7 separate regions of the Mus musculus genome follow, and all the other regions are linked to region 4. A link is a contact called in public HiChIP or PLAC-seq and promoter capture Hi-C data. All regions are on one chromosome and are shown on one strand. The core of a region is the stretch at or near the end of the contact, and the rest is flanking DNA. Distances in the headings are between cores, read along the strand shown. Region 1 holds the start of Slu7 (SLU7 splicing factor homolog (S. cerevisiae)). Region 2 holds the start of Ifi47 (interferon gamma inducible protein 47). Region 3 holds the start of Ttc1 (tetratricopeptide repeat domain 1). Region 4 holds the start of Cyfip2 (cytoplasmic FMR1 interacting protein 2). Region 5 holds the start of Zfp62 (zinc finger protein 62). Region 6 holds the start of Trim7 (tripartite motif-containing 7). Region 7 holds the start of Irgm1 (immunity-related GTPase family M member 1).

Region 1 (2,757 bases), core at 214-2,713, 2.9 Mb after region 4:
TGCTCTGGTCACTGACTTCATTTCCATTCCCGACCATTCCATGCCTTCTTTTGTCAGAGATTCTCATTCTTTGGCTTCTATAACATGTTACTGGTTTTCCGTGAACACCTCTCCTGTTCTCGACTTCTCTGCAGGCTCATCTATTTGCACACGTTTATTTAGAGGCTGATTCCTTACAGAGCAGCAAGAGCCTCACTCACCACTCTAAACAATACCAGTTGCCAAGATTCAGGAGGAACAGTATCCCACTACTGGGGTTCCATACTATCTCTCTGCCCTAGACTTTTCATTTGATCTTCAAATCTACACAACCAACTGTGTACATGACATCCACACCCAGAACACTAAGTATTTATCCACAGCATTCCTTAAACTCCATGACTTTCCTGTGAAATTGTGTCTGCCTCCATCTCCCGAGTTCTGGCTTTATAGGCATATGCCACCATAGAGGTCTGTGTATGGGGCAGGTGAGACGGTTCACCTACTGCTCCTGTAGACAACCCTAACTCAGTTCTCAGCATCTATGTCAGGTGGCTCACAACTGTCCCTAACTCCAGCTACAGGGATTCCAAGAAGACTACACACGTTCTTACAAGGGCAAACCCACCTACCTACTTATACACATAATTAAAATAAAATAGACTTAAAAATAAAAACAGAAGTGTTAGAAATCCGTGGTAGTATATACTAGAAGCACAGATTTAATCATCTTCATTTTAACAGTTACCATTTCTTTAATTTACCATGCAGACCGTCACCAAATCTTTACAACCACCCTATTTTATGGTGAGGAAACAAGTTTGGGGCGGGGGGGGGGGGGTTAACACCTTCAGATAACAAGACATTAGTGAGAGACGACAGATCGCAAACCCAAGCCTGACTTTAGTTGGTCTTTCAACCCCTGTTACAAACCACAGACACTGGAGTGCAGGCCTGTCACATTCAAGATTAAGAGGGACTGAAGTGTTTTGTCATTAGGTTCCACTGCTCTGCAGAGGGTCCGGCTCTCTCCGAGTTAGAACTTTAACAGCTCCCACTCACTGATGCAATACGGACATTCTAATTTGACCCTCACAAAATAAGATCATCTCCACCTAACGGAAAAAACTGAACCTCAAAGGAACTCTTTTGGGGACAGAGGGCTCAGCTTCGGTACGGGCTGCTCAGGATGTCCGGCTTACAGTGACCAGGGCTTTTCCTTGAGGAGTCAGCCTCGGTCCGGCTGAACGCGAGGGCGGCGCCTGCGTCCTGGGCCACAGTCTCCACCCGGGTCCGCCGTTCCACGACGGCTCATCACCGCGAGGACTCACTGCAGGGGATACCCGCTCCCCGAGGTCCCCAGTTCGTCTGCTCAATCTCAGAACCCCAACTTACCCAGTCGCGCCGCAGACCACTCAAAACCATCCGCCAGAAACGAAGCGACTCGGCAATGTTTACTTCCGGGTTCCCTGCCTTCTTCCGGCTGCGCAGAGATAACTTCCGGGAGATCGGCACATGCGCATTTGCAAGCGCTTGGCTCTTTTTTTTTTTTTTTTTTTTTTTTTTTTTTTTTTTTGACCCAGAAAGGCGAAGTGATGGCAGTGCAGCTTTCTTTCTGGAACAGCACAGAATCTTTTTTTTTTTTTTTTTTTTTTTTTTTTTTAAAGATTTATTTATGTATATGGATAATCTATAGCTGTACAGATGGTTGTGAGCCTTCATGTGGTTGTCGGGAATTGAATTTTTTTAGGACCCCTGCTCGCTCCGGTCAACCCCGCTCGCCCAGTCAGTCTCTGCTTGCTCCCACCCAAAGATATATAAGTACACTGTAGCTCTCTTCAGACACACCAGAAGAGGGCATCAGATTCCACTACAGATGGTTGTGAGCCACCATGTGGTTGCTGGGTTTTGAACTCAGGACCTTCAGAAGAACAGTCAGTGAGTGCTCTTACCTGTTGAGCCATCTTGCCAGCCTACAGCACAGAATCTTAGCAAAAATGATTATTGAAAATGCTGCAAAGGTCGGCGTAATGGCACACACCTTTAATCCTAGCAGAGATAGGCATATCTTTGAGGTCCTGGCCAGTGACATAGGAAGACCCTTTTTCAAACAAACAAACAAACAAACATCCCCATAAAAAACAAACTCCTGGAAAATAGGCGACTTTGGTGAATTTATTTTTCTTAAAAAAAAAAAAAAAAAAAGCCTTATGCCAGGCAGTGGTGTCACATGCCTTTAATCCTAGCACTTGGGAGGCAGAGGCAGGCAGATTTCTGAGTTCGAGGCCAGCCTGGTCTACAGAGTGAGTTCCAGGACAGCCAGGGCTACACAGAGAAACCCTGTCTCAGGAAAAAAAAAAAAAAAGCCTTATGTTTTTTGTGTGTGAGTTTGCACATCATTGGCGTTAGATCATCTGTGACTGGAAATGCAGATATATGTCTGTGAACCAGAATGAGTACCAAACCGGGGGCTTCTGCAAGAATGACCTGTATTGACTACTGAGCCATTGCTTGGCCATTTTTCTTTATGCTGTCTTGTGGTTATTTATACTTCCCCTACGTGAAGTGCTCTTCAGATATACAGGACTATAGCTAACGTCCCCACCACCTCAGTCAAACAGCCCAAAGTAGTAGACTTTTTAAAAAAGGAACTTGAAGTGGGTTAAGAATGTAAAAATAATTTTGATTTTTCAAGGCAGCTAAAGGCAGAGCAGAGTCCTGCGGACTCAGAGCGCAAGGCTTGAGAGAGGGACCAAGAAGGCAGGGATTATCTTTGGA
Region 2 (2,765 bases), core at 92-2,591, 2.8 Mb before region 4:
CACCCCCAAAGGACCTGCCAGCCATTTCTGGGTCACTAGCCCTACCAGCGGTGAGCCTCCCATGCAAGCCAGCCAGAGCCACCACCTGCACAGCAGCCCGGAAGATAAGCGGGCAGGCGGTGAAGTTTGAGATGGACATTTAAGGGACCATAGGACGCAGTGATGTTTCTGGGGCCCCTTGGGCCCTTGGGAAAAGAGCCACAGCAGTCAGGCCTTGTACCAGGCAGACACTGGGTGTGGATCGGCCACCCAGTCCTGCTCTTCACTCAGGGCACGTGCTCTGCCTTCCATTTTGTGAACACCAGCACATACCACCTTGTGCCTCTGTTGATAACCGAGCTGCTACTGCAGGGGAATGACTCTCACCCATACCCTCCCTGCATCGAGTGCCAGCAAGTGGACACAGAGGAGTCTGTCAGAATGATCCAGCAATTCTAGCCCTAGCCTCCGGTGCACACCCACCTTTCCTTAGGTTGGGGTAACTGAGAAAACCACCCTTTAACTTCTTTTCCTGAGAGGAAATAAAAGCCACATTTACCCTAGGCCCACAGCTGGACCCTATCTAGAAAAAAAAAAAAGTAAATACAGATGAGACTTTTTAAAAAGGGAGGGGAGGGAGGAAGGAAGGAAGGAAGGAAGGAAGGAAGGAAGGAAGGAAGGAAAGAGAGAGAAAGAAAGGAAGGAAGGAAGGAAGGAAGGAAGGAAGGAAGGAAGGAAGGAGAGAAAGAAAGAAAGAAAGAAAGAAAGAAAGAAAGAAAGAAAGAAAGAAAGAAAGAAAGAGAAAAGAAAAGAGAGAAGGGAAGGGAAGGGAAGGGAAGGGAAGGGAAGGGAAGGGAAGGGAAGGGAAGGGAAGGGAAGGGAAGGGAAGGGAAGGGAAGGGAACGAAAGGAAAGGAAAGGAAGGGAAGGAAAGGAAAGGAAAGAAAAGAAAGCAAAGCTGGCAGGGTTATGCCATACTCTCTGGTGGTGAGATCCGGCCACATTACAGTGAGCATGGTACGTTTCCTATGAGAGTCACCCATAAAGACTCTGCTCAGTCCAAACTTACTCAGAACTCTCACAGAACAACTGGCACCAAAAGGCAGTTCCAGACCCATGACTCCTATCTGTGATAGACCGGTGACATGACCTGCTGCCTATCCAAGCCAGCTCTGCCCTCTTCCCACAAAGCCAAAACCTAGGTCACACCAGGTGCAAAGGCTTTTCGCACTCACCAGATCCAAGAAGTAGAAAATACCGGGTCTGTTTCTCACTGCAGCCCACAGCACAGCCACCACCAACGGCACGGGTCTGCCCTCCTTCAGGAAAGTCTGAAGCAATGAGCCCTAGCAGAGAGAAAAAAATGAAAGATATATTTGCAGGAAACAAAAGTGAAACTAAAGCTCTTTCTTTGTTTCCCCTGCAGCATAAACATTTCCAGGAAAAAGAAAAGGACTTTAACTTGGTCAGAGAATGAAAGAAGCCTGGAAGATTCAAGGCCAGGAAGACATTTCCACTTGGCCTGTGAAGGGTCACTCGGCCAAGACATCAGGGGAATGAGTTCTCTGAAGCCAAAGGATTCCTGGGGACAAGGATGAAAGAGATGAGGGGTTTTCCAAAGACGCCAGTGAATGACTGAAACACACTGCCCATCGGGAAGGACTGTGCCATGCGTCTGCCTCCTTGTCCTTCTCAGGAACACTGTGGCTGACTAACCTCATTTCAGCCCCAAGGCACCCATGAACCTGGGGTCTCACAGGATCCAGAGCCACCAAGACAACTCAGGAAAGAGAGTAATGGAGTCTTCCTAGTTTCCTTTCTCATTTTATCTACCTCAGGATTCCCTCATGAGAGCGTAGTCTGGCACAAAGTGAAGACAGGTTTTCCAAAAACATCATTTGATGCAATGAGATAATCCCTCACAGGTTTTGTTGGTTTTAACGTTTATCACCATGGAGGAAAGACATTTGCTGCCATGTTGGGAAAAGAAGCTGTTGCTGACATGTTCTGTCCTTGGTGAAGTCTGTCTCTGAACATGGATGGTTTGGGTTATATTGACAGTGTTTCTGCATAATTTTTTGTTTTGTTTTGTTTTGGTTTGGTTTTTGTTGTTGTTGTTGTTGTTTTGTATTTTTGAGACAGGGTTTCTCTGTATAGCCCTGGCTGTCCTGGAACTTACTTTGTAGACCAGGCTGGCCTCGAACTCAGAAATCTTCCTGCCTCTGCTTCCCGAGTGCTGGGATTAAAGGCATGTACCACCACGCCCGGAGTTTCTGCGTAATTTTAACACATGTAATCAGATATGAAGAACAGATTACATGCTCCTGTTAATTAAAATGGTGTCTTTTTTTTCCAGCTCTGTGTGATTTGAGTTTATTCTCCATTTGAATGGCTGGGTGAGTGCAGAGAGTGGGAGGTTGATACCGTCCATGGTCTATGGGTCCGATTTTTGATTATCTGAAGGCACACAGTGACTCTGTCTCCTTCTGTACACAGACGTTCACATGCTTAGTGGATTCTTGTATGAGAACCAAGTACATCTCTTTCTTGGTTTCTATATGAGAGCCAAAATTTAGTTCTGAACATTGAAATCTTGAGGTATAGTGCCTGGCTTCCAGATAACTGAAGCCGTGACTCAATTATATGGCAATGTGTCACAGATTCACCATGAAGATACTCTGAGGTATGAAAAGGGGAGAAAGGGCACCATCTCTCTTTATCACTATGAGAGCATTCCTCAGCATCATGGGGCTCCCACGGTACAGTGGGACAAGAGAAGGGTGAATG
Region 3 (2,807 bases), core at 295-2,794, 2.6 Mb after region 4:
TCAGGGGCTAGTTCTCTCCTTCTACCACATGTTCCTGGAGATCAGACTCTGGTCAGCAAGCTTGCTGGCAAGTGCCTTATTGTCACACTAAGTCATCTCTCATCTCCCTAGCCCCTCACAATCTCACAACCTTATTTGTCAGAAAATTACGAGTCAGAAATATGGCTCATGCTTCACTGGGTATGAGTATGTCTTGTTTTGTTTTGTTTTTCGAGACAGGGTTTCTCTGTTTAGCCCTGGCTGTCCTGGAACTCACTTTGTAGACCAGTCTGGCCTCGAACTCAGAAATCCCCCTGCCTCTGCCTCCCAAGTGCTGGGATTAAAGGCGTGCGCCACCACAGCCCAGCGGTATGGGTATGTCTTATGTTTCATTTCAGTGTTAAATCTTTTTTTTTTTTAATAATTCTGTATAGCTCCGGCTGTCCTCGAACTCACTCTTTAGACAAGGCTGGCCTCAACTCAGAAATCTGCCTGCCTCTGCCTCCCATGTGCTGGGATTAAAGGCAAGTGACACCACTGCCTAGCTTCTGTGTTAATTCTTAAAGTATCTACATTTAAAAACAAATAAATCAAAGGAACAGTATTTCTGTCTATGAAATTTTGTATAACTCTATGGAATTTTTTTAACTTTACTGTTATCTAATTAACTCTTCTGGTGTGCATGAGTGTTTGTTTACATGTATGCCTGTTTACCATGTGTGTGCCTGGTGGCCATGAAGTTCAGAAGAGGATCTTAAATGCCCTGGAACTGGAGTTAAAGTTGTGGTAAGCTGCTATGTGAGTACTGGGGATTGAACCCTGGTCCTCTGAAAGTGCAGTCATTGCTCTCAATTGCTAAGTCATGCTTCCTAGCCCCTTGTGGGAATTCATGACTGAGCCTAGGAGAGACTTAACCAGTCTTGATGAAAGGCTACTTTCCTTTCCGATGTCTTTTTAATTTTCTCCATCTTTGCTATCCTGTCACAAGAAGAATGGCATTGTTTCAATTTTTTGCAAATCTCTGATTTAATACAGGACAGGTGAAGGCCTGGAGGTCTAGCTCACAAATAGACGGACTTGCCTAACAGCTAGAATAATTCACCCCTTTTTGTATTCCTTCTGTTGCACTATATCAGAAGACAACCTCTGGAAAGCGCTGTACAGTCATGAGAAAATGAGTGGAAAAAGTGTGTAATATTTACTGTTTTGAAAACTGTTACTCTCCTAACAGAGCTCTTGAAAGGCACTTTGGAAACTACTGGAAAGAAATGTTTATTTAGGGACGAAGGATGTTTTCGGGTTCTTATGCACATTCCTAACATGAGGGACGCCAGAATAAAGACGTTTTTAAAGCCACAAGTAGTCGCGTTTGAAAAATTACTTTGTGCTAATTGGCAGGATTTGACATAACTCAAGATGACAGCTGAGGCTCATAGTACTGAGCCGTACAGTGACGTCACACAGCTACTTCCGCTCACTCTCTTCGAGTTGGCCACTACATTTCCCAGAATGCTTTGCCAGCAATGGCGCCATTGGCCAGCGCGGCCGGAAGTGCACCTGACTCAGGAGGAAGTAGAAGGACTCGGAGGCAGGAGCGGTGGAGAGAGGAGCTGGGAGGTTGTGAAGCCCATCGTGGGTCTCGCGGCGTTCGGTGAGGACTGTGGCCTGGGACAGGCGCGGGGTCGCGCGGGGAGGGGCTTTTCTAACCTTGACTCATAGCCGGGAGGGACGCGACACTCGAGTAAAAGCGAAGCCTGCGAGTCCTGACCCTCCCTTTTAACTTTTCCTTTTAACAGGCTAGGACGAATTCGGACTTTAACGCGACACTGGGTCATTGGCGTGGTTTTGCTGCGACCAGAGGGGTGGCAGGCACCGCAGAGGTTCTGACTCAGCTTCTAGAGCAGCAGTGGTTAATAGGATGAACGTAAAATCATCAGAGTCACTTTAAAAAAACAGAGATGCTCTGACCTGACTGCAGACCAATATTGTCAGGATCTGGGCAGCAGGGTTGCGCAGCGAGAGTTGAGAACCGGCTCTTCCAAGGCTGAGTTCTGAGTCCCTGGAGGATGCCTGTGAAAACATCTGCGCAAAGGCTCCCCTTCCAGAATTAGCTACCTAAGCTATACCGCTTGCATTTGCTTACGATGATAAGCACGATTTGGGCACAGATGCCATCTTGGGCTCCATAAGAAACTTATTCTTCGGCTCCCGGTGGCGATAGTGTCCCATTCGGACTTCATTGTTTCCTGTTGACAACTTGGTCATTTATTCTGAACAAAGATTAGAACTCTTTCTTTCTTTCTTTCTTTCTTTCTTTCTTTTTTTTTCCCCTGCAGCTGTTTTGGATTCTGTCTAATTTGTGCCATCCAGCAAGCTGCCGGACGTGGAAAAGTCACATTAAAATCAGTCTTTTCATTTAGGGTATGGATCGAGGGTGTGGTTCAGTTGTTTAAATGGCTTACATGTACCACAAAGTCTGAGATTCGGTCTCCAACACCAGTGGGAAGTGGGGATGTTAGTCTTGGTATAAGTCTGATACCATATTTGATCAGCAAGACTATCAGTTAAAATGATAATTGGCATTGAGTGTGAGTTTATTATACTCTAGTTTGGGGCTGGGGAGGGGCCTAATACAGGGTCTCATAGCCCAGGCTAGCCTCACATTTGCTGTGTAACCAAGGATGGCCTTGAACTTCTGATCTTTCTAACTACATCTCCCCAATGATGAGACTGCAGGAATGGGCCACCACAATTGGTGATATCCTGTTTTTAAAATGACTTCCTTGGACAGGCATGATCCATACTCCTTTAATCCAGCAATGGGGAGA
Region 4 (2,704 bases), core at 157-2,656:
CTCCTCTTGAGGACCTGAGTTCAATTCCCAGTACCTACATGGCATCTCACAATTATCTGTATCTCCAGTTCCAGATTATTCTTGGCACCAGGCATGCATGCGGTACACATATATGTGCATGCAATCAAAATACCCATACACACAGAATAAAATAAATACTTTATATACATACACACACACACACACACATATATATATATATATATATATATATATATATATATATATATATATATATATATATATATGGTACCCAGAGCAACTATTATTCCCTTTATTGCAGGTACTGCATCTCCCACTCAGAGCAGTACCATGCTGGGGTGGGTTCAGGTCAGGACTGAATGCAGCTGGCCTCATCCCTACCTAAAGCCCTCCGAGTTATGTCTCAAGGAGCAATGGATTCTTTGAAGAGCCCTAAGCAGCATCTAAGAGGCTTCTGTCTCCTCAGCTCCTTCCTAGGTTTGCCTAAAAGTCAGCTTATCATGATTTTGTCCACGAGTCAATTCTACCTCAATGGGATCGACATGGGCACGCGCGCGCGCACACACACACACACACACACACACACACACACACACACACGCACACACACACATAATAGCTGTACATTTTTACACTAAGAAATGGAAAGGAAGTAGATGTTTCTCTTTGTTTTTAAATTATTACATTTATTTATTGTGTGTGTGTATGGGTGTGTGTATGTGTCTGTGTGTCTGTGTAATGTGCATATATGCATGTGGGTGGAGGTCAGAACACAATATACAGAAGCTGTCTCTCTCCTTCTACCTTGTGGATCCTGGGAATCGAACTCAGGTCATCATCAAGCTTGGCTGCAAGCGCTTTCTCCCGCTGAGCCTGTGCCCTCTGAGCCCGTGCCCTCTGAGCCCGTGCCCTCTGGGAAGTTATTCTTCAAGTGGTGGAAGGGCTCAACCTCTCACTTAGCCTGCTCCCTTCTTTGGGAAAGCAGCTGTCATTGGACTCCTGTTAGGTCAGTTAATGCTGGCAAATAATAAGCTCCAAGCGAGCAGGGGCTCTACTGCACACTAGTGCGTGCCTGGCTCTTGGCAAGATGCTTGGAACAAAACAGGTAGTCGATAAAGATGTGGTGAATAAATGACTATATGAAAATAATTTGACACCGGGGAGATGCGAAAGGAGCTGACGCTTCCTTCCTTCTGGAGTGGCAGGTGTCGCTGGTGATGCAGGCGGCAGCAGGAAAGTCGTCCCTCCTCCACCTCCAGAGTCCGGAGGCTGGATACTCTAAGGCTGGAAGGTATGGGTTCAGGAGGTTGCAGGTCAGGGGTGCGCAGGGAGCCCCTCGCCGCAGCCATTTCCGGCTCTTTGTGTGACAGCAGCCGCGGCGAAGGGGCTGGGCACCGCGGCCAGGGGAGGAGCCGCGGCAGGCGGAGAGGCGGGGCCGCGGGCGGGGCGCGGCGGTCCGCCGGCGCAGCGGCGGAGCGGGGCTAAGCATCCTGCGCCCCGGCGCGGGGCCCTGCGGTAGCCTCGGGTCCCTCCCCTGGACCTGCCACCGAGCCAGGTAAGGGACTCTCGGAGACAACAGGGCTGATGCAGGAACCGAAATGCTGCCTAGGCGGTGGATGCGTTCCTGAGGATGCGCGAGGGGCGGGCGCCACTTCTCCCAGCCCGTTGGGGGCGCTTGGCTTGGCGCCCGAGGCTACACGGCTTCAGGTCCCTGGAGGCCGGGCTACAGGCCTGTGTTGTCCCTTCTCCCCTCGGCCGCCCCGGGCGCCCTGGGCAGGGAGCGTTTTCCAGAAGTCGTGGGTACAGCGCAGAGCTCCGCGCAGCAGCCTCAGCGGCAGCCACAGCAGGTGCGTGGCCTGGGCCGGAGCCACCCGCCCTAAAAAGAGGCAGGGATAGTCTCGGGGACCAGGGATACCTGCAGGGGCCACAAGCCCAGAGGGGGCTACATCCCTGCACCTACATACTGCAGATCGCCGGGCAGTCCCCGCCTCTGCGGTCGCGGCCACCATCATTCAGCCAAGGCCAGAGAGAGCTGCCTGGGCCCGCCTGACAGGCAAGGGGGTACTGGGCGCCCGCGGTGAACCGAAGCCGGGTGGGGCCGGGGCCACAGCGGCACGGTTTGGGAGAGGAAAGCTCTGATGAGCCGGGAGGCATGGCTGACCTGCTTCGAAGCGTTCTGGCCTATACTAGCGCCTCTCCCCTGGATGGCTTTGGGGAGGAGAAAGGTGGGGTGATGGAATCCTAGGGGTCAAGGTTTCCTTCGTATTTAGCTGCCCACCTGTCTGTTGTGGGAGATTGCCACATCACCTTCAGGAAGGTAAGCCCTCCTGTGTGTACAGGAAGAGGAGTAGCTTGTGGCTAAGGGTGGGGGCAGGGAGCATGGTTGAACCGACTGTTGGTTTTCTCCCGCGACTATCTGGGTGTTTTCCAGTCCAGACTTAGAACTTGGCTAGCCCAATTCTTTAGTGCCCACAGCCCCACAGTTGGGCAGGAAGACTTAGGGATCAGACTGACGACTGACTGTTGCTCCTAAGCAACCATTTCTACCTCTTGACCCCTTCCCTTAGAAGTGACCAGCCTTATTCTTGGGCACAGGCCCTGCAAGAACCATTGCCTAGCACTCAGTGACACCCCCCCCTCCCGCCATTGTCGGAGGACAAAAATATAGATTAATATCTATAGTCGGGATTGTAAGTCCTTGAAGGTAGTTGTCCCTACCACC
Region 5 (2,700 bases), core at 80-2,579, 2.9 Mb before region 4:
AAAACAGATTCAGTAAAAGAAACAGAGAAGCAGGACTTATTATGCTACCACCTGTCTGAATAAAAGAGGAACGACTTATATATTTGCTAGTATTTAAATGAAGAAGTCCTTAAAGTCTACTCAACATCTTAACAAAAGTGTTTACCTTTTAAGGTAGGGCCCAGAACAACCTTTGAGAACAGTAAAAGAAAATCTTGTTTTCATATTTTGCATTAAATTTTTGTTTTTTAAAAATCTTTGTATTTTAATGCCTTGGACACGTGAGCATTACGTATTCAAACACACACACACACACACACACACACACACACCCCAGACAAAAGCGCACACACACACACACACACACACACACACCCCAGACAGACAAAAGCTTCAGGCGTACACAAACGGTCTTGGCCATCTAGACTAACCATCTTAAGATAACACACTAGCCGCGGCTCTCTCCACCTGACCTTTCTTTCTTTCACACCGCTGCCCCAGGACTTCCCCAAGCGATCACTTGGGTTCAAGTGCCTTCGCTGGCTTTTCCCTAGGCCAACACTTTCTCAGTTTGCGGTGGGGTGGGGGTGGGGTAGGGCAGATGGCGGCCTCCGGTTGCACCCACTGCTCTACAGATGAGTTTCTCCTAGGAGAGGGCCAGGAAGTGGAGAACGGTCTGCTTCCAGAGCCGCAAGTGTCTCTCAACACCTCTCCCCCACCAAAATGACGGGAAGAGGTGACCGAATCAGGTCATCTCCAAGTCTCAGAAACAAACTTAACCGCAATCAGGGCAAATTTTTAGGCGCTAATAATCGGGATTCTCCTCTTTCTAAGCCCGAAACGGCCATGACAGTCAAGGAACACCGGGGCGGACTCTGGCCCTTCCTCGGCCCAGGGCCTGCTCCGATGGCAGCCTGCCCGCGCGCCGGGCCCGAACCAGGGCTCTTCCTTCCCCTTCACTCCTAGAGGACGCTCCCCAGGGCGTGTGGAAAGTCACGCTCTCCCTCCCCCACTAGGACCCGCCCGGGACCGGAGGGCAGAGAAGGGAAGGGCGTGGCGGGCCGGGGAGAGGCGGGAGCGTCGGCAGCCCGGGACTCACGTACTGGCTGTGGCGGCACCGCGGGAGCCCGGCCGCCGGCGGGACAAAAGCGCGGACTGCCTGGCCGGAAAGACCCGAGCCGCAGGGGCACTTCCGAGGCCGCTCTGGGAAGCTGGAGGACTGACTCGATGGTCGGGCTCTGATCGCGCACGTGACCCGCAGTTTGTGGGTGCTCTGCTGGCCTCCTAATCCCGGCTGGTCTGCCCGGAGAGGAAGGGGGTTCTAGTTGTCTTGGACTTTTATTGCAATTCCGGGGTGCATTGGGGGCGGGTATAATCAAGTGGTGTGGTAAAATAGATACTTCACTTCCTGCTTGTGAAGCTGAGCTCATAGTTAACAAGCGAGGCTGGGGAGAGTCTTAGGAGGGAGGGCTGGGCTCCTGGGAGAAAGCGGAATATGGGGGTCCCATACCCCTTATTTCTAAAAGACCCTCCTCTCCCAAAGCCAAGACCCTCAACAAAGCTCAAATTTCCAGGAAGCCTGCTATTCGGAGACTGCAGAAGAAAAGTAACTGTCTCTCTCCCGGATACCAGCAGCTTCGTGTTTGTTTTCCAATGAGGACAAGCGACAGAGGTGAATATTTACTTACCAAAGCAGACCTGGCTCCATGTTGGGAACAGCATCTGTCCCAACCAGGCATACCCTGATCTCAACTTCCCAGCCCAGGGGCTGAGCTGCCCTTTCCCCCAGAGGTTCCTCCCTATATAATCTAGAAGTTTTGGTCACTCTTGCTTGCTCTTTTTCTCTTCCTTTATCTGAGTGCACCCCCCCCCCCCCCATGGGGACTTTCCTGGCCTCAGTCCTCGGAGCTAGTGAACTCGCCCACAGGAGAGCAGCTTCTCCGTAAACCTGCCTTTAATCTAATCTAACTTGAATTGGCTCCTTTCCGTGGTGGCAGAGAAATAACCTATCACAGCTACCTTCCCCGTTCTGCCTCTAACAAAATCCCCCTCACCCTCCCCCACCCGTAACTACAAAACTCCAGTTTAAAGCCTGTAATCTGCACCAGTCTACTCCTGTTTTTTATATCTTTGTAGGCAAGCCCTAACTCACCTTAATGACTTGGAAATGTAGAAGGAATGGCAATTTGAGTGTAGTAGTATCTCGACTGCATTTGGGCACTAAGGTCTATGCATCTCTAAGGTGGTCAGGGCAAGTGGAAAGTCTGCGGTAATGTCCAGCAGAGTAGGAAAACAGTGAAGCCCAAGATGGAGCAGGGTCCTAGGTCCTTGTCAGGCCAGCAAGCAGCAAGTTATGGAGAAGAACATGGACAAGTTAGGGGTTGTTGGGGGATTCTTCTACAACCCAAACAGTAGCTGAGACACAGCTACAAGTGCTTCAAATGTGACCAGTGCCACTGAAGACCAAGTGTCTAATTACATTTCATTGAAATAGCCACATGAGTGCTAGGATCCCACTTACTGGATAGCACAACTCTGGGAAGAGCTTTGGGCACTTCTTTGAGGCCTCTAGAAGAGTCCATAGTCTAAATTAAAGGCTATCACATTAGGCTGGCCTGCTCACATTCCAAGATTTTGGATTTTTGTTTGTTTGTTTTTCCTTTTAGATAATTAAGTATAAAAATAATTATATCTGGATTGGGACACTTTTATTTAGTAAAG
Region 6 (2,797 bases), core at 83-2,582, 2.5 Mb before region 4:
CTGGATACCCTCTCGTGTACTTTCCTAGAACCATCCAGGAGAAAGCCAAGATTCTGCTCTCAGGAGCAGGAGACTGGATAGATACCATCTCTGGCTATGGGGTGAACAGAGACTTGCAGACTAAGCCTATTGGTGCAGAACAAATGCAGGGGAACTCCAAAGGTCCGGGAGTCTCACTTCCTCAAGGGCATCAATCACGTGGTCTGCGGTGAGAATCGAGACTCCCACCTTGGTTCGGTCTATCTTATCTTCAGCTCTCCTCTCATCCTGTAGGAAGGCTGGAGCACAACAGGGCAGCAGAGACTGGGAGCTGCACACGCCTCTTGTGCCGCAGCCTATCGAGGGACAGACTAAAAGGGAAGATGCCCAGAACCAATGGGCTTCACAGCCCTTCAGACAGACCACCTAACCCAGGACGCTATTCTGTGTTCTTCCTCTTTGAACTTGGTACTTTGTGTAGTGCCACGCCCCTGGGAACGCAGTAGGAGTGTGGCAGTGGATATGTGGGCGTGACAAACAGAATTTCTCCTGGGCAGAGTTACATTAGCGGTTGGGGACAGACAAGATTTCAAGTCCCTGGGGCCATCTTCCAGGCCTCCAGGCATCGGGCTCTGAGGGACGAGAAGAGATGAGGGGAAAACAGTTTTAGAAAGAGAAAAAGGAGACCGGGGCTTTTCTGTAGGACCCTGCCTGCAGTCCGCAAGGAGAGCTGGGAGGGCTGGAGCAGAGCCAGGGCTCCGGGACATCCTGCACCCACCTTGGCCTCCTGCACCGCCTCCTCCAGCGGCAGCACGGCGTGCGAACGGTGCTCGCGGGCGCGGTCGCACACCACGCAAATGGCGCGGCCGTCGTCTTGGCAGTAGAGCTTAAGTTGCTCTCCGTGTTGGGAGCACCGCGCAGCCGCCGCCCGGGCAGGCACCGCTGGAGTCCCGCGCTCCCCGGGGGCGGTGGGGGGCAGGCTGAAGCGCCGAAGGAGCGAGGCCACCGCGGCCAGCTGTCGATTGGGTCGCAGCTGGCTGGGGCGCGCGGGCTCGCGGCACTGAGGACAGGGCAGTGGGCAGGGCAGCGTGCGGGTCGCCGTGCCGGTCCCAGCTCCGGGACGCTCCCAGCAGCGCATAATACAGGCTCGGCAGAAGCTGTGGCCGCATTCGACTGACACCGGCTCCCGGAAAAACTCTAGGCAGATGGAGCACGTCGCCTCGCCTTGGAGCTCTGCCGCTAGGGCCAGCGCCTCGGCTCCTGCGTTCGGCCCGGTCCGCGGCCCCACAGTCGCCATCCGTGTCCTTAGTACATTCGAGTCTTGTGGCTTTGGGGAGGTCCCTGGATGCTACTGTCCAAGCTGGGCTGAGCTCCGAGTACCCACTGGGCGAGGAGGGGCGGGGCCGGCAGCGGGCAAGCTGAGACGTGAGCCGAGGGTGCACCCAGCTGAGAATGGAGGCAGGTGCTGCCCTTTCTCTGGGTTCCCAAAGCCACCACCCTAGCCCCGATCTCCCTTTTGTCGACCCCCCTTCCACCGCCTTTCTAGGCCGCCCAGTATGGCCCAGTCAGCAGTAGGGAACTGTCGGGGACAGGTGAGCGCGCAAGGCCAGCTGGGCTCCACTCCCAGTAGCTGACCTAGGCTGACCCTGCCCTACAGGGGCAAAGGCCTGGCTCCCGGGACAAGGTGTCTGGTTCCCCGCATACCGACTCATCCTGGCACTGCGCTGAGCTAAACTTAGGGTCTGGAATTTGGCTCTACCTCCTCATCCCAAGCGTGGCCTTTTGTCCACTTTTGTAACTACATCATCTCTTACAGTTATCCCTTTAATTTTGAACAAGTAATACAGCCATTTACCCTCATTTCATTCAGAATCCACACCTACCCCAAATCCCTCTGTCTCTCCCCAGCTGGTATACAGCTGGGTTCCAGGGACCGTTTTGTTTTTGTTTTTGGAGTAGTTTTTCTATCCTTTCATTCTGGAGGCCACTTGGGTCAAGCTTCTTTCTCTGCCTCTCTCAAAACCTCTCTTGTCAATGTCTCTATCCACTCGCCCAATTCTAACCGAGAGTTGCAAACCTCACCTCTCTGGTGTGTCTGTCCTTCCTCACAGCATTTTCTCCTCGCCACTCGGGATGCTACCACCTCCATTTCTCTCCGGTCTATGACCTCCTACTTTCTTCTTGGGTTCTAGAGTCCCCCACTCGGCTCCTTGCCCTGGTTCAATCCCCCGGCCTCAGTCACCACACTCTACAATCGCTTCCATTTTTAAAAAATTTTTTTAACTTTAGAGAACCCTTTCAGAGCCCATGTCTCCACAGTATCCATCAGAGCCCTCTGCTCAAACCCCACCAGTGAGTGGCTGCTAACTCCCAGGAAAGAAGTTGAAGTCTTCATAATAACCTCAAGGCTCTTGCTTGACTCTCCTCTTCCACCATGGGACGTTTTAAATTTTCTGCAAACTCACCTACAATTATTTTGAAGATAAGGAACATTATTAGGTCAGTTGAAGAAACAAGTGAATCCCTGGACTAAAGAATGGCCACCGGTTTCAGGCACAGGACAACTGATGGTGAGCTAAGGCTCTTCTGGTTCACCAAGAACTCAGAGTCATGACATCGAGGACCTTCGGTGATGTGTTATTTGCTGGGCCTGGTGGCACAGACCTGTAAATCACAGCGTTAAAGGGCACGGGGTCAGGAGTTCAAGGTCATCCCTTGTCATAGCCATCCCATCCCCCATGGTCAGCTTGGGTTATATGAAACCCAGCTTCAAAAAAAAAAAAAAAAAAAAAGTTTTTTTCTGTGGAACTCTCAAGTA
Region 7 (2,700 bases), core at 4-2,503, 2.6 Mb before region 4:
CCTGTTTGTTCTTATAGAAATCACATAAAGAAAGCAGGACATACAGATTGTCCAGTCTCTCAAAGACAGACATTGAAACTAGCCTGCTTTCTCCTCAGGCTTTGAGGAGAAGCTGAGGGCTTAGAGGAATCAAACAAGGACAGATCCTGGCTATCACTCAAGGCCTCCAGTTCATTAAACAACAGCTCACACTTGTTCCTCTTCTCAGCAACTCAGTCTTTTCCGGTAAGGAGAAAGAGAAAGCCACCAGCGCCGGTAGAGGATCACATTACTGGTCACTTGGAGGGGTGACAAAGGGCTCCTTGTGACCAGAGGATCACATTGCCCAAACCTCTGGGCAATACTGAGCCTGTAATGGGCAGAAGTAGAGTTTGGAACACTGGTTAGTGCCTGTGTGAGGAGCCGCCTCATTCCTCCTGGCCCAATCTGTCTCCCTCTCGCAGTGACTATGGAACAGGCTCAGCTCTGCCCCTCTTTGCTGTGCAGTAAGAACTCACCGGTAGGTACAGAAGAGCAGCAGAGAGAATAACAGCCGCCCGACACTCTGAAAGCTACTTGGCTCCTCTTCGCTGCCCCCTCTGTCACTGTGACCGTGGCCGGTTGCTTTAAAAAAAAAAAATTCTGTTTTTCTTCATGAAAACGTTACACAGGGGTCAGTGCTTCTATGCCATGGTCAAAGCGTCCAGCCCCTGCGTTTACTCTCTAATAATCTACCTCCTAGATCTGAGGAAAATGAAGTATGTCCCCTCTCAGCTCATACCCTCTTCCCTCTCAAACACTAACGAGGACAAGAACCCGATTCTCGACTCCCTGGTGCTCTGACATTCTCCTTTATATAGAGAGGTGTGATTAATCAAGTGAGCCGGCAAACGGGGTAAACGATCATACAGAACAAGGTCTCAGTGCAGCCTCCAAGCTCGGGGTGGCCTGAGGTTGCTGGGTCTGGAGGTTAGCATTGCCCAGGGCCAGCATCTCCACAGGTGGTATCCACGGAAAGAAGTAGCAGGTTCAGACACTGGAAGGTCTGACGCGGGGCTGGCTGTTAAAGTCCCTAAACAGACACAACTCCAACCCCAACGCCCCCACCCTCCACTTCCACCACCACCTCCAATCCCTCATCCCGACCCCTGTTGACGGTGAGTCAGCACAGCAGGGTTCTGCTCCTCTTTGAAGACTACTATGCAGCCCGCCCAGCCTAATCCTGAAAACTAGCCTGTTTCAAGAAATAGAAACCGAAACTGATTCTCAATTCGAGTCCGTCCCCCCCCCGCTCCCCCGCTGGGCCCAGGCAGGCATATCTCCGGTCTAGAAAGTGCAGGACAAAAAGCAAGGTCTGCTCGAAGACCAGAAGCTGAAAGAAAATCCACGCGATCAGACCTCCTCTTGGTTCGTCTCCTCTCAGAAGGACTCCAGACCTCTGCATCTCATCTCTCAACATCCGGGTCTATATTCCAGTTTTGGATCTCTACATAGGGAACTTCTGCCGGAGGACAGCAACGTTTTTGTCCTAGGAAGAAAGGGGTGACGTTCCAGGAAGGCCACTAACATCGAATCACACATAATAACTCCTCTGGATCAGGTAAGTAAAAGTCTCTTAAATGTAGCTTGGCCACCCCCAATCTAATATGAATCCCCCAATATAATATGAACGGTAAAACCGTGAAAACAGGTCATGTGACCTTGGGGTCTGGTTTCTTTTGCTCAGGCAGTGTCCACAGCAGAGCCTCACTTTGACTGTCTAGTACCACACAGCCCTGCTGTATCTTTGCTGTTCAGATATATCTAAACCACCAGCCTGGAGGCAAATGCGTACCTCACCTTATTTCTGGCCTTGTGGTTCTTCTAATGCTGGCTAAATTTGAAGGAGGGCAGAGCGTGCCAACCCATATTCTCTTGGAATTTAAGATAGCGTCTCTTCATAGCTCCACAAAATAAACGCCCAGGATTAGAATGGACCACAGGCAATATCTAGGATACATGAAAAAAATAGGGGGGGGGGGAGGTTTGTTTCTTATCTGGACTACCCATGGAATAGGAATCTCAGAGTAGGTTTTGAGTATAAGGTATCATAGTGACCTTTTTGTCTGACTCCATTAAAATGTTTTATTTGCATTGGAGAAAGTGTCTCTGTTTAAGGAACCACCTCCTTCACTAGTCTGTAAGTTTATAGTTAATGAGATGGGAGCTTTTCAAATACCATCTTCCCAGAGCATGTGGGTTCAGTACTGTCCCCATTCACCGTGAGCAAGTTTATCACACTTTCCAAAGATAAATAAATATCAGAGGGAATTGTGTGGTCCCTGCTACCTTTCATGCAGCTATGGGCAAGTGTGTGCGAGCATGCTCTCCGTTCTGTGTCGGTTGCGAGACTCGAAAGACATTTCCTCACGGGTCTCATCCTCTTTCCCAGATTGACAGCCACAAGGATCTATATTCTTCTTTGGGGATCTTCGCCCCTGTGCAGAGAGGTGAAATAGGAGTATAATCTGGTCATGATCCTCAAAAAAGGAAGTGGAGGGTCACTTGAATCCCAGAAAGAATTCTAAGGGCTCTTTGTAAATACTGGGTTGGAGTTCTGAGGCACGGTATCCCAAGGCTGTCCACACCAACATTCCTGTGTGGCTCCTGGAGGATCCTGCAGCTTCATACAGTTATCCATGCCCTTTCCCAGTCTGCTTGTAATGTATGGACTTCAGCAGC

What was found. Promoter capture Hi-C pulls out the DNA fragments that hold promoters and counts their contacts. HiChIP or PLAC-seq counts read pairs in DNA pulled down with a chosen protein or histone mark. Capture Hi-C pulls out chosen DNA fragments and counts their contacts.
Region 1: a contact with region 4 is called in a promoter capture Hi-C map of adipose tissue, with 5 times the contacts expected there. The contact joins the promoter of Slu7 here to the promoter of Cyfip2 in region 4. A contact is called at or near these places in 1 of 39 promoter capture datasets (hippocampal neurons) and 1 of 9 other capture datasets (adipose tissue).
Region 2: a contact with region 4 is called in a promoter capture Hi-C map of liver, with 2.9 times the contacts expected there. The contact joins the promoter of Ifi47 here to the promoter of Cyfip2 in region 4. A contact is called at or near these places in 1 of 115 datasets of contacts at active chromatin or transcription factors (large pre-B cells) and 1 of 9 other capture datasets (liver).
Region 3: a promoter capture Hi-C map of the C10 cell line shows a contact between it and region 4, with 9 times the contacts expected there. The contact joins the promoter of Ttc1 here to the promoter of Cyfip2 in region 4. A contact is called at or near these places in 2 of 39 promoter capture datasets (the C10 cell line and pre-B cells) and 1 of 115 datasets of contacts at active chromatin or transcription factors (large pre-B cells).
Region 5: an H3K4me3 HiChIP or PLAC-seq map of embryonic forebrain shows a contact between it and region 4, with 6 times the contacts expected there. The contact joins the promoter of Zfp62 here to the promoter of Cyfip2 in region 4. A contact is called at or near these places in 3 of 39 promoter capture datasets (hippocampal neurons, liver and pre-B cells) and 2 of 115 datasets of contacts at active chromatin or transcription factors (astrocytes and embryonic forebrain).
Region 6: a contact with region 4 is called in an H3K4me3 HiChIP or PLAC-seq map of embryonic forebrain, with 15 times the contacts expected there. The contact joins the promoter of Trim7 here to the promoter of Cyfip2 in region 4. A contact is called at or near these places in 2 of 39 promoter capture datasets (cranial neural crest and hippocampal neurons) and 4 of 115 datasets of contacts at active chromatin or transcription factors (embryonic forebrain, embryonic midbrain, large pre-B cells and 1 more).
Region 7: a promoter capture Hi-C map of hippocampal neurons shows a contact between it and region 4, with 10 times the contacts expected there. The contact joins the promoter of Irgm1 here to the promoter of Cyfip2 in region 4. A contact is called at or near these places in 4 of 39 promoter capture datasets (cranial neural crest, hippocampal neurons, maxillary cranial neural crest and 1 more) and 3 of 115 datasets of contacts at active chromatin or transcription factors (astrocytes, embryonic forebrain and neural progenitor cells).

What each region holds. Positions count from the first base shown.
Region 1 is chr11:43,432,437-43,435,193 of GRCm38.p6, reverse strand. Slu7 (SLU7 splicing factor homolog (S. cerevisiae)) reads right to left here and starts at 1,463. Exons shown (of 16, transcript NM_198936.1): 1 at 1,375-1,463.
Region 2 is chr11:49,085,593-49,088,357 of GRCm38.p6, reverse strand. Ifi47 (interferon gamma inducible protein 47) reads right to left here and starts at 1,341. Exons shown (of 2, transcript NM_008330.2): 1 at 1,214-1,341. It also overlaps the pseudogene Gm12188.
Region 3 is chr11:43,746,745-43,749,551 of GRCm38.p6, reverse strand. It overlaps Ttc1 (tetratricopeptide repeat domain 1), which reads left to right and starts at 1,544. Exons shown (of 8, transcript NM_133795.2): 1 at 1,544-1,630.
Region 4 is chr11:46,311,060-46,313,763 of GRCm38.p6, reverse strand. It overlaps Cyfip2 (cytoplasmic FMR1 interacting protein 2), which reads left to right and starts at 1,406. Exons shown (of 31, transcript NM_133769.3): 1 at 1,406-1,537.
Region 5 is chr11:49,201,921-49,204,620 of GRCm38.p6, reverse strand. Zfp62 (zinc finger protein 62) reads right to left here and starts at 1,329. Exons shown (of 4, transcript NM_009562.3): 1 at 1,083-1,329.
Region 6 is chr11:48,836,006-48,838,802 of GRCm38.p6, reverse strand. It overlaps Trim7 (tripartite motif-containing 7), which reads right to left and starts at 1,332. Exons shown (of 7, transcript NM_001347446.1): 1 at 758-1,332. The coding sequence starts at 1,276.
Region 7 is chr11:48,869,973-48,872,672 of GRCm38.p6, reverse strand. It overlaps Irgm1 (immunity-related GTPase family M member 1), which reads left to right and starts at 1,253. Exons shown (of 3, transcript NM_008326.2): 1 at 1,253-1,579.